2 separate regions of the Zea mays genome follow, and region 2 is linked to region 1. Evidence: chromatin contacts called from public Hi-C data. All regions are on one chromosome and are shown on one strand. Each heading gives the region's core, a stretch centred on a gene start, on an enhancer-like site or on the middle of the called end of the contact. The rest is flanking DNA. Distances are from core to core; before and after follow the strand shown. Region 1 holds the start of LOC100276025. Region 2 holds the start of LOC103654617 (BEL1-like homeodomain protein 1).

Region 1 (3,133 bases), core at 207-2,706:
TGGTTTAAGATACATAATGTTTTTTCTAATTTGTTGGAATGATTTTTCAGTACTATTAAACTACACAGGTTTCTTATCACCTAGCTATTCTGTATTTGATGACCATCCCAAGAAAACTATGCTCAAATTATTACTAGCTAAGCTTTTTGGGTGCAAATATCTTGCTTTTTGTTTGATCTCATGTTACTAGGATTCAGTGCAAAGGTTATTTTTCTCTCGCCATCATTTTGTTTTACCGGTGTAATGGTAAAGAAGAAGCATGGTTTTGCTAATTGTTGAGCTGGCCTTTTCTTTTTAGCTTCCATATGAAGACATGACACCTCTTTAGGCAGCAGTTGTCAGTGTTTAAAAGGTGTCGTAGCTTAACACAGAAGTTACTATGGTTTGTTAAAAAAAGAATAGTAGAACATCTTGTTGTTATCATACTCCTTTAATTTGTTGAAAGGAAAAGGTTCCAAATAGAAGGCGAATGTTGAGTTGTAACTCATTTATATTTTTTCGGTGCTTGGTGGGGAAGTAAAATACTCCTTGTGAAAGTGTTGTGGAGTTCCTGTTTCGAATCCTAATTTGGTAGATACGATACCTCTTCATGCAGGATCTGAGGTTTACTATTGTCGCTGCTACACATCCTATGCTCACTGAACTACTATAGAGATGCTGGCAGAAAGATCCTACTCTAAGACCAACCTTTGCAGAGTTTGTGGATACATCGAACTCTATACATGAGGTGTGCGTTCACACAAAGAACTACATGCATTTATCATGTTTTTGGTTTCATCTTATTCTATATTTTTTCACACGCTATATTTCAGGTGGTTCGTAGTTCTATGCATCACAATAGGCATCCAGGCCGATCTCACTCTTCTTCGTGTTCGTGCCCGCTGTCTAGGATGGCACTGTAGTGCTGATAGAGTTGGACGGTACCATCAGGCTCGACTGGATCTGGATGGGATGGACTATGCTCGTGCTGAAGGAGAGAGAGAGAGAGAGAGAGTGCTTGGCTGGCGGGGGACCATATTTCGGTTCATATTTTTTTATGGGTTATGTTAACTGTCATGTCATATTAAGCAACTCAACTTTTAGACATTTCTGTCTTTGCGAGAGAAGTACCAAAATAGTTTCACTTTATTCTACTCTCATATGTGTTCATGCCGCTACCACTAATCATATAAGGGTAAGATTATATTTGTTAGCAAACAATTTTTAAGATATTAAAGTTGGTGATAATATAAGTGTTTTTTGTTTCTATGTAATTATTGTGCATTAATATTTTACTAAATATTTTATTTGACATTGTAAAGCACGGACATGTAACTAGTGTCTTATTAAAATAACACTTCCTAAAATTACTCGTACTAGGAAAAACAGGGATGAAGGGGATTTGAGTTTCAAGGTCTCCCAAAAACTGCCACAGGTTTACACAGCCCAACAAGTCGTGGCCCATTGGCGTGAGACACACTACGCAGAACTTCGCCGCCGTCGCCTTTCTCAGTTTCTCCTGGGAGCTTGCCTGTGTCGAACATGGCGGTGGCTGCGACGACGGTGCTGGACATCGCGGAGCTCTCCTTCTCCGACTTAGTCGCCCTCCTATCTCCCGAGACTCTTGCTGACGACGGCCGCTGCCGACGTGTTGTGGACACCGTCGCAACCGAGCTCGGCCGAGGTGGGTCCGGGTTGCTGGCTATCGACGGAGTGCCGCGCGTGGGCGCCCTCCGGCGACGACTCCTCCCCTTGGCCCGACGCGTCGCCCTCATGGATCACCTGACCCGCTCCCAACTCCTCAAGGTACCCCTGCACCTCCCCTTTCGATCTCGTTGATGTTGAAACTACAGTGTGCCTTGATATATTTCCGTCGATTATTTCAGAAGCACGGTTTGGGCAGCGACGTTCCTTTGAAGAAGCTCGATCGGTCCGTATCCTCGTTCGCGCAGCTTCTAAGGCATTCAGGTGAACTCGTCTTGCTAGAGTCGGTGAACAACAATGGGTTCAATTCTTCTGATAGGGTACAGGATTGTAACCAATCCGAGGATGTTAATGATGATGATGATGCTGATGATATGGATAATCTGGGTGACCTCATTAAGGAGCTTGGTTTGTACATGATGGAGCTTGGAATCTTGATTGCACGAGCTTGCGATATTGTCATCGGTAGAGGTCAGCTAGAGCAGAGCATCACTGACTTTGGGACAGCAAAGGCTAGGCTCATTCACTACCACTCTGAGCTGGATAACATTGTGATCAGGGATAACAATGCAAAGAGGAAAGGTTCGGCAAGTAAAGTGGCAGTACAACCTTACCAGTCATGCTCTGGAAATAGGTCCGGGTCAGTGTGCCCGTGCTGTATTAAGTCAGAAGATGGGACTACTGTAATGGCAATAGAAGAAAATAATTCTAATGATGCCTCGATTCAGGGTCAGGCTGCTGAAATTTCCCTGTTAAACCTATGGCAGGAATGGCACTATGACTATGGAATCTTCACTGTTTTAACAGCACCGTTGTTCATGAGCGTCTCTGAGGATGAAAAAAGTTTGGTCAATCTGGAATATCATCCTCCTGATGGCCACACACACCTACAGTTATGCAATGGAAGGAAGATATTCTCTGTTAGATGCTCTCCTGAGAGCTTCATTGTTCAAGTTGGAGAGGCAGCAGACATCTTGTCCCAAGGGAAATTGAAATCTACACTTCATGCTGTGAGTAGACCTTCGAGTTCCACAGACATCAGCCGTGAGACTTTTGTTGTCTTCCTACAGCCCTCGTGGGACAAACTTTTAGCTTATCCTGGTTACTCTTTAGATGCTGAAGGTGAACCCATTCTTAGCAAGCAGACTTCAATCATCAGTGATGGATCAGCAGGGCCTTGTAATGAAGATGCATTTATGCAAGAAATTCTGAAAAAAGTTCCACCTCTATCATCAAGGCTAAAAGAAGGGATGACATTTGCAGAATTTTCTCGTCAGACAACAAAACAGTATTATGGTGGCAATGGCATCCAACAGAACAATTGAGCACTTGCAATACAATGGCAATGCATGTAGCACACAATGAACTGATGTATTGACTTACATTTTGATACTGATTTGGATGCACAAAACTAAAGCATCCTGGCAAACAATGCATACGGCTGATCCTC
Region 2 (3,133 bases), core at 382-2,881, 280 kb before region 1:
TTGTGCCAATAGGACACCACATACACCTATCATCTGATCATCTCCAATCTCTCTCTCTCTCTCTCAAGGTCTCAGAGTCGTAGTACTATTGCGGCTCTCTCACTCTCTCTCTGCTGCGACTAATGATGAGGAGAGAAAAAAAAAGTATGTCAAGTCATTTGGACATCCAAACCTCAGAACATTATCCAGTACCTTTCCTAAATGGAAAACACTCGGACCGGTTTGTTTGGTTGGGAATTGAATTCCATAATAATCACAATTTAGATACAAAATAATAATTTAGACACAAACTAATTAAGTTAATATGCAATTTATTTGTATATTATCTTAAATCATATGAGAGAGATAGTTATACAGTACATTTATGCTATAAAGAAGCAAGCAAAAGCGTGTGCTATAAGTTGTACACTAGAAAAAGTAGCATATGTAAATCTATAGAATCAATTTACATCTCTCATCCCATGAATTTGAGATATACTTGTATATAAACTCTATAAAGTTATGTAATGTCATGTTCTAAAAAATAAAAAAAAAATAGTATGCTCCGCTAGTTAGATTTCAATTCCTTAAAATCAAAGAAAACAAACGGGCCCTGAGATAGATATGGTGAAATAATTGATTCAATTGGTCCAATTAATATTGTCGTTGAGATAATTTCTTGTATGCTCTTGCCACTACCTGTCTATTCTGCAAAGTATCTCCTATGAATATAATGCCTTGGTTAACACTTAACGCAAGAGGGAACCATATCACAGCTAGGTAGCTTGAGGTGTGCGCGTGGCTTTCGTCGAGCCAAATCATTGTGCTTGCGGAAAACTCAAAAAATAAAGAATTCTCTGTTTTCTTCTTGTATACAGTCATGTTTAACAAAAAAGAAAAAAAAAAGAAAGGAGGGTGAGGTTGCTTTAACCAAATTTAATGGGTGTTTGGTTTGTAGGGACTAATTTTTAGTCCCTACATTTTATTCCATTTTAGTTCTAAAATTATCAAATATAGAAACTAAAATTTTATTTTAATTTCTATATTTAGCAATTTATAGACTAAAAAGGAATAAAATGAAGGGACTAAACATTAGTCCCTAGAAACCAAACACCCCTTACAGTACATAAAAGTCCACATGCATGCTGCATGCACACGGTTGATATTTGAGGGCACAGAGCGCAATCACTCCCTACTTGTACACACCAGTCCTCTCTGATTGCGTTGTGTGCTCAAATTGGTCACCCAAGGCCAAAAACTGTGCAGATGGGGTCTGCACACCTAAAATGCTTTTGCATTGCTTCATGTGTGTGTGAGAGAGAGAAAGAGAGAGGAGTGGGGAGAAAAATCTTGTAGCTAGCTAGAAATCTAGAGAGAATAAAAAGGGGGAAGTTGTGGGGGCTGGGCTGTGTGAGGATAATATTGGAAGTGGGAGGTGGGTATCCTTCCTCCACTGTCCTTTTTCATCTCTCTCTCTCTCTTTTCTCTCTCTAAAAGACTTTGCTAATTGGCCTGCTAGCCGGTCTCCCTCCCCCGGCCTCTTTCCCTTTCAGCTGGAGGAGATAGATGAGAGAGAGGATCAGAGGAAGCAGGAAGGAGAGAGGGATATATAGGCCGGTGTCTTCTGTAGAGAGAGAGATTGAGAGCAAAAGGGAAATAAAGGAGCTCTCGCAGGCACTCGGTACTGACATGAGTGATCTCATGCTCTTGATACCTTGGTACTCTTACATCACCCCTTCTTCACCTTCTTCTTGTTCTTGCTCATCCCTCCTCTCCGGCCCTCTCTTCCTCCTGCCTCTCTCTAGCTAGGACGATCTTCAACAACCCTCTCCCCCTCTAATTCTCTTTCCCCATATAGAGAGAATAAAGGAGAGAGAGAGGCGAAGGCAGGCAGCTAATTTTCTTTTGTTCAAGGGAAAGGACAGCACGTGCCGGAGCTCATAAGCTGGTAGCTGCATCAGTTCCTGAGGTAACTGACATAGAGAAATAGATAGAGATGGTGAGGAGGAAGATAGATGTGTGCGCTGCTGGGGTGATGTGTATGTGTGCGTGCTTGTGTTGACATCTGCGCACCCCGTTTTTTTCTTTGTTAAATCACTTGATGAAGATGGGATGATGCCTGCCTTTTCCTTTCCTTATTAATATATTTTTTCTCTCTCTCTGATACTGATGCCTATTCCACATCTCTCTCAAGCTATCTCCTCTCGAGCTGCTAGATATAGCTAGCTTAGTGTGTTCTTCCTTTTCCATGCATATATACATGCTGGCATGCTGCACCCTAGCTAGCTACACATCTCCCTCTCCCCCCTGCAACCTTCACTCTTCATGGATCCAGTTTCACTTCTCACGCCACATACTCCTCAAATCATTGCTTTGGTATTCTTTTTCATTTTTTTTTTGTTCATCTGAGGTAGTGTTATGTGTTTATAACCTCTTCGATTCTTGTTCTTCCTCTTTGGGCTTGCAGGCAAAACCACCTGCTTACGATCTTGCAGTCATCATCACGCTATTAGTTGAGGATAATTTCGCGCACAAGAGCACGACAAGCCGAGATTTTTGGGGGCGTCGGCGTCGACCTGTAGGCGATGGCGGCGTACTACCACGGTGGCGCCGGCACGGACATCCAGGCCAGCACCGACGGCCTGCAGACGCTGTACCTCATGAACCCGAGCTACGCCGGCGGCTACGCTGACGACGGCGGCGCGTCCACGCCGGGGGCGGCCAACATGATGCTCCTCAACTCGGCCGTGACCACCATGACGCCGGCGTCCTTCGCGCACCACCACCAGCAGCAGTCGCCGCCGGCCGCGCAGCAGCACTTCGTCGGCATCCCGCTCCAGGTCCAGGCGCCGCCGCCGTCGGGCTACAACCTGTGGACCCCGGCCATGGCTGGCGGCGCCGCGGACATGTCGCCGCAGGCGCAGGCGCAGACTCCCGGCGCCGCGGGTGCTGCTGGGGTCAGCGCCGTGCTCAGCCTGTCGTCCCGCGAGGCGCCGCCGGTCACCGTGGCCGCGGTGGCCGCCTGCACCGACGAGGGCAAGTACCTGGGCGTGTCGGCCACGCCGCAGGGGCAGATGGTCATGAGCTCCAAGTACCTCAAGGCCGCGCAGGAGCTGCTCGACGAGGTGGTCAGCGTCAGCAAGGGCGTCGAGGA

The links. A called contact is a pair of places that touch in the nucleus more often than the background predicts.
Region 2: a contact with region 1 is called in a Hi-C map of tassel, with 3 times the contacts expected there. The contact joins the promoter of LOC103654617 here to the promoter of LOC100276025 in region 1. A contact is called at or near these places in 2 of 25 Hi-C or Micro-C datasets (ear and tassel).

What each region holds. Positions count from the first base shown.
Region 1 is chr4:218,970,507-218,973,639 of Zm-B73-REFERENCE-NAM-5.0, reverse strand. It overlaps LOC100276025, which reads left to right and starts at 1,456. Exons shown (of 2, transcript NM_001374094.1): 1 at 1,456-1,785; 2 at 1,866-3,133. The coding sequence starts at 1,522. The coding sequence ends at 3,008.
Region 2 is chr4:219,252,933-219,256,065 of Zm-B73-REFERENCE-NAM-5.0, reverse strand. It overlaps LOC103654617 (BEL1-like homeodomain protein 1), which reads left to right and starts at 1,631. Exons shown (of 5, transcript NM_001357887.1): 1 at 1,631-1,697; 2 at 2,447-3,133. The coding sequence starts at 2,565.